Linked DNA regions of Gossypium raimondii: region 2 is linked to region 1. A link is a contact called in public Hi-C data. All regions are on one chromosome and are shown on one strand. The core of a region is the stretch at or near the end of the contact, and the rest is flanking DNA. Distances in the headings are between cores, read along the strand shown.

Region 1 (3,518 bases), core at 539-3,038:
AGGTCCCCTCACCGGTTGACGTCGTAGGGAGTACGTCATCCCTTCTTCTGGGCATTTGATAACGTCCCCAATTAGATGTAGATTGCCACCCACTAGAACTTGATGCCGTTCCCCAATACGTATTTCCAGCATCAAATGTCGAGCCACTGACATACATGTCCCATCCACCGACAGAATGTCTTGCAGGGGATGTGCATTCGACACCGCTACCAAACATGGGCTGTTCCATATTTTGTAACTCGCTAATCGAGTGTCGGCCAGGGGTCGTGTATACATCTCGAACACCGGTCGCAAGTACATCAGTTGGCGATGTAAACTGTACATATAACTTAATATAAGGTGTTCCACTAGCAAGATGAGTCTGCACCATTGCCTCCAAGCTATGAGCACCTTTTATGTCGAACGAGTCATATGTCACCTGATCAACAAAAGAACAAAATCGATACGTGATAGACAGAACTTTCATTGGCGTCGTTCCGAAAATTTTACGCCTAATTCTTTTACGAAGTTCTGTCAAATCTATATTCTGGTTAAAAACCAGTCGCACCGTATTCTCCGACAAAAAAACAACACCATTCTTGGTGTGGCAAACCTCACCATCGTAGTAAATAACAGCACTAATACGTTCACTCATATTTGAAACTCTAGCCTTCTTAGCCTCTCTAAATTGTTTCTACTGTGACTTATGCATTCTGAGAGCATTTTACGCCTAATTTATAGCCTCATTAAACATGCTCTCAGAGCAAAAGCGCGTCCACGAGGGCGCGATTTCCACAAAATCTTCTCAAATAGCATCCTGCTAGAAGCGATTTTGTACTATTTGCTCAGAAATGTCAAAAAAATTTATTTCTTCCATGACCTACTGTAGCAAAAGCGTATCCACGAGGGCGCGATTTTCACAAATTCTTCTCAAATAGCATCCTGCTAGAAGCGATTTTATACTATTTGCTCAGAAATGTCAAAAAAATTATTTTTTCCATGACCTACTGTAGCAAAAGCGCGTCCACTAGGGCGCGATTTCATAAATTCTTCTCAAATAGTATCCTGCTAGAAGCGATTTTATACTATTTGATCAGAAACGTCAACTCGAAATTATTTCTTCCAGGACCTAAAAACCCTAAAAAGCCTGAACCCTAAGCCCTAGAAGCCGAAAATGCCTAACGTGGGAAAAACGGCAAAATCGCATCACCCGGACCGCAAACATGTGCCAGGAAATCGCGGCCATGTCGGTAGCGCTTTCGACGTGGCGACAATCGCGTCTAGAGGCGCGATTTGTTGCTATATCGACAACTTCATACCGACGTGGACACGATTTCCTTGCGCTTCCCCTGACATCGCGCTGACGTGGACGCGATTTTTCGGAAAATGAACCATTTCGGTAAATAATTAAATAATGGGCCCATTTCGATAATTTTTAAAAAAAATAGCTTTTTTTGGTAAAATGCCCTTATGTAATACCCAAAATTTAATGATAAAAAAAATTAGAAAAACTAACTGGAACAACAACTAAAAAATCCAATTTATCAACAGAAGAGAAAAAGGTAAACAGCATCCAACGGCGGAGAGTTCATAATCACAGTATTGAGTGATGATAAATTCATAAGAATTGGAAAGAGAAGAGAACCACGTAGTTTTCATGTACCATATTGGAGCTTCGACTGTGATTCTCTGGGGCCCACTCATATACATTTCAAAGCAATTTACGTGTCAACAAAGCATCGCATAGCATCGAAACGGTTTCTTCCAACTTCCAACTTCCAACTTCCAACTTCCTATTTCCCGGGCAAAATAATGTTTTCTTTAAACCGACGCCGTTTTACATCCATTTATTCAAGTGAAAGCAACGAATAAAGACAGCCCCCTCTTATCTTCTCTTCGCTTTAGCTTAGCTTACTGCTAGGAAAACTGGTAATAGAGAAAATGTATTCGATCAAAAGTCTTAACCCTACCTGCGCCTTGCTGCCGTTGAAGACATTTAGCCGTGCTTCCGCTTCTCCGTTGCCACCGTGTTTGTCGCCGTCTCTACTGCTCAAGCCGCCTTCTGGCTGCAGAGTCTCTCTCGCCGCTCCTAGAGGTTTAGCCCTAAGTTTTCGCCCACTCGATCGGCGGCTTTCCTTCAGCCAATCTGTTGTCGCTTTCGCAGCTTCCCACGAGGAATCAGTGAGTTGAAATTCAAAGGACCTTTTATAACTTGCAATTTTCTTTTGATTCAAAAAAATCCTTTTATTTTGAATTTTGCTAATAATATGGTTTTCAACTTTTGAATTTCTTTTAGAAGCATTCGGAAATAGAAGTGGAGAGAGAAAAGAATGAAGAATCATCAAATGAAGCATGGCAACGAGCTTTAGAAGCTTTCAAAGAACAAGCCTTGAAGATGCAGAACGTGTCCCAAGAAGCTTACGAGGTTTACTCCAAGAAAGCTTTGGTTACTCTGAAAGAAACTTCGGAGCAGCTTAAGATTCAAGCAGAAAAGGCCAGAAACGATCTGATTGAAATAGTTAAAGAAACCAGTGAAGAAGGCAAAGTTTACCTCTCAACGGCAGCCGAGAATTCCCCTCCACAAGTCAAAGAAATTGTCGGAACATACTATTCCTCTGCCGATGATTTCAATGACATTTCCAAAGTTCTTGACTTTCACGTCGGCATACCTTATGGTATCGGAAATTTTCATATTCATTAACACAATCAGTGAATTTTATCCCTATCATGCCTGTCAATTTTCAATTCTACACCGGTTTAAGAAAGCATTATTTGAAAAAGTTGAATTACATAAACAGAAACTTTAAATTTCTTTTGTGCGTTTTTGGGTTTGGCAGGTACCATTCTTTCAGTCGGGGGATTCCTTTCTTTCATGTTGACAGGGAGTGTTTCTGCAATTAGGTTCGGTGTTATTCTAGGTGGAGCTCTTCTAGCATCAAGTGTATCAAGCTTAAAATTATACAAAGGAGGACAGTCTTCTCCTCTTGCCATCAAAGGGCAAGCAGGTTGTTAACCTTTTTCTTAATTTTGAATTTTTACATCCTTAATAGGATCAAATTACCATCTTTTATGTTTACTAACCGGACAATATTTTCTGCAGTCATCTCATCTGTCTTATTTTTTAGGGCGTTAAGCTCACTGATTCAGGTGGGGCTTCTATCTCTATGTATAACCTTTTGTTTTCCTTATTGTTTTTAATTCCTCACCAAATTTGTTCTCAGCTTCTGATTTGTGTTCTTATTATTCCTTTTTGCAGACATCAACTCTGGGCAGCTTTCTCACAACCTTAGTCAGGTTCATAAAGTTCTTGTAACATTTTAATTTTCCGTTATCTATACATGGAAACTAGACTGTGTGTGACATTGATGACCATAAGTTTTCAGCCTTGGTTCTCTAAAATATGATTATAGGGCGCTAAAAGTTAATGTTGGTATAAACGAAGGAATGAATGCTATATTAGGTTACAGTTTGATCCTTTACCTTGCTTCTTTCAAGTCCTCTGCAAATGTTTGTTCTCTCTTGTTCTTTTGTTATTGCAT
Region 2 (3,416 bases), core at 207-2,706, 110 kb before region 1:
TCAGAATTCGAAAATTGACAGCAGATATCGCAGGCCGGCAAACGGCGGCGTGTACCCTACTATTATATTTTATATGTCACGCAGAACAAGTTGCTCTTAGAACTGTATATAATAAACGAGTGAAAATTATAGCAAGTAATTTTGTTCAAGAAAAGTGACTACGACTCTGTATTACTAAACCATTTCAATGAATTTACTCGGGCTATATTTTTTATTTAGAAATGAAATGAAATTATGAATTCCATAAATATTTCTACGAATTGTTCATCAACAACAAGCTTCCAGTTCAACAGCAAAGGCGACAGATCCTGACCTAGCGGAATTTGATTCGGCGCACTTCAAGGTTGGCTGCCTCCTGCTTCTGGTAGCGGATCAGATGCTGCGAAATAAGCACCTCGACTCTTTTTTTTTCCTTGCTTAAAGGCTCTGCTGTTTGCCTTGGACAAGGAAATCCAAGGTGATGCTCTTGCTGCCATTCGCTCGACCAGGAGACACCTGGCTCGGAAATTGGTCCGATACACGCTGAGATCCAGCGTCTTGCTCAACGTTTCCATGGTTTTCAGTTTCGGCATGTCTGCCCCTGCTTATTAAAGCTGGGTGCTATTTTGGAAGATGACCTTTAAAACGTCCCTACTCTACTCAACGGTCTTAACTTGATTGTGGTTGTAGTTTTAACATGTTGATCCAACGGTTGTAAATGCCATTTTAGTGAAATGCTATCAATTGGACTAAGCCCAAACATGAGTAACAAGAAGAAGAGAGAGCCCCAAAACACCAACCAAGAAAATTTTCTCTTCTTTCAAAAAAAAAACCAAGAACCATTTTCAGACATTTTTTTTCCGTTTAATTTATTTGTTTATATTAATTAACATCTAACAATGCCAGAATGATATCGTTGAGCAGCCAGCATCCTGCTCCATGATACTGAAAGTTTCACTACTATTATTGCTTTAAAATCATCCAAATGCAAAACTTGCAATGGCGGTCTTTGTTGTGAGAATATGGAATGATGACCAAATATAATCAGATAGGGAAAAAAAAGGAGAAGTGAAGGGAAGTATCAGCTTTTGGAACTTGCTGAGTCTGGTTAATGAATACGTAAAGATAATTGATTGGCATTTACCAAAAAGAAAAATGGGATGACAAAAAGGAATGAAACAAGATTTTTATTTCATCAGAAGCGTAGAGACCTGCTAAAAGCATTAAAAAACATGGAATTGTTAGGGTTGGTCACCGGGTTTTTTTCAGCATTTCCTTTCCCACCAAGTATTGGTTTCATCAACTTCTTCAGGACCCTGTTGAAACCAGACCCACAACGCCCTTTACCCACCTGCGCCGCCGCTGGCGGTTGTGCCAACAACTGCGAGCAGCGGCACCTTTTAACCAGGCTTGACTCCGACAGGCTCCGACCCAATATAGCTTGTTTCAACTGCGCCTCAAAGGAGAGCCTCTCGAACTGGTCCAGCAGCGTGCTCTGCTCGTCCCCGAACCTTCTCAGACCAACCTCCATGCTTTTGTTTTCATTTGCTAAACCCATTTTCAAAAACTGCAGGGAGAATAAAGAAATTTCGCGGAAATTTAAAAGCCTTTTGGCTGTAATTTTGGGAATGGAATTCCATTGTTTTTAAACATTCCTTAAGAGTAGGGCATTAAATTCGTAATTGACTTTGAAATAAATATATGTTCATCCCCAGAAATAAAATTGAATTTGAATCATCTTCACGCTTAAAATGATATGAATATGAATGAGGGCTTGGAATTTCCCCACCTATCGCTTTCAATTTAATTTCTCCGGAATATGTGTCAGGTTTAAATTGAATTTCTTATTTTCAATAACAAGAATGGGTTAAAGGATAAAATTACTGCCACCAATCTTTCGTTGCTCTTCTTTCTATTTTGTATGTGATTTCAATTTTTACTTCAAATTTCAATTTTATTAATTTGTTTTGCAATTAAAATTTACCCTTCATTATTATATTTGGATGATTCCAAAGCAAAATTTAAAAAATGTTATTTCTAATATTTTATTGAAATAATTAATAATATGTTAATTTTTTAAAAAATTATCCCATCATTTTATTTAATAAAAGGTTGACTTGAAAAATAAAAAAAATCAATTTAATTTTTATAAAATATTTTTTAATTTCTAAAATTGAATTAATTGAAGGCTTAATATATAATTTTGTTACTTGAATTTGACACTTTTTTTTCTATTGTGGTACATGTATTACTTTTTTTATCTAATCTAACACCTATTTTTGACAAAAGTTATATATTTTGATACCCAAAAGTAACAATGTTAACTTTTAATTGTTTAATTCGAGTTTTAGAATTGATTTGACAAAATTCATAATTAACTAATAATATTAGCATTTAACTTTCATTAAATCAACTCTAAACCCAAATTAAATCATATCCATCGATTATATTTGACAAATTAAATACAAAATTAAATAATTTCACAATTAATACTAAATTTATTCTATTAACAAAATCATAAAAATTCAAACCTAATAAGAGTATTAAAAGTTAACTTTCATCAAATCAACCCTAAAACTTGAATTAAATACTAAAAGTTAACATCATATACAAGTATCAAATTAGACCAAAATTAACACATGTACCACATTAAAAAAATGCCTCATATACTAAGCCTTAATTGAACTATTATTGTCAAATACTAAAACAAAATCATAAAAACATTATTTTTCTTAAATCATCTCTTCATAAAAAATGAATAACAAAATACAATAAAATTAAAATTTAGTAAACAAATTCAATCAAATAGAATAAATAAATTTTAATATTAAATTAAAAATGTAGTGATAAATTTATTTTAAACTAATATTAATCAAATTAAAGTAGAGTTATTGAGGAAAATTTGGCCATTAAACCTCAAAAATTAAACGATTACGTAAAAACAATATAATAGGAAGGAAACAAGACAATTTTACATAAAAATTATTGTGTCTTCTTTTCAAAAGATTGTTGTCTTGGGATTATTTATCAAAAACAATGTAATAAGAGGGAAGCTAGATAATTTTACATAAACATATTACTATGTTTTTTTTTTGCAAAGTATTGTTGTTTTGAGATTATTTCTCACAATGTGCTTTGCTTTGGTGTTGAGGTCATTGTGCTTTTAATTCCTCGTGGATTTATTACAAAAGTAGAGTTGGCATGATCTCAACACATATAAGTGTCAAGGTCAAGCCAAAGGCATTGATTTAGTATTTATTATTCGTAGGTCTAACCACTAGAATTTAATTTGAGTGGCTAGAAGTACACACCCTGTTGATACAGTGATACAACGAGGGAATACGTAGGAAGATGTGGTGGAGCTAATGGAGGTCGGTTCACCCAATCGGGGTCGAGAGCCGAAGATTGCAAATAGTGAAAGTGGAGAAAGTATGAAG

The links. A called contact is a pair of places that touch in the nucleus more often than the background predicts.
Region 2: a Hi-C map of leaf shows a contact between it and region 1, with 2.0 times the contacts expected there. The contact joins the enhancer-like site here to the promoter of LOC105778519 in region 1. A contact is called at or near these places in 2 of 2 Hi-C or Micro-C datasets (both in leaf).

What each region holds. Positions count from the first base shown.
Region 1 is chr10:18,070,694-18,074,211 of ASM2569854v1, reverse strand. It overlaps LOC105778519 (protein FATTY ACID EXPORT 3, chloroplastic), which reads left to right and starts at 1,788. Exons shown (of 7, transcript XM_012602243.2): 1 at 1,788-2,160; 2 at 2,276-2,654; 3 at 2,817-2,984; 4 at 3,080-3,126; 5 at 3,236-3,273. The coding sequence starts at 1,921.
Region 2 is chr10:18,184,726-18,188,141 of ASM2569854v1, reverse strand. It overlaps the pseudogene LOC105775315. Among protein-coding and RNA genes, the nearest start is that of LOC105776293, 28 kb to the left of the region's middle. Within about 2 kb of position 1,456, the one cell type or tissue checked has open chromatin away from gene starts, as enhancers often do. A contact at or near this core is called in leaf, where this site is marked.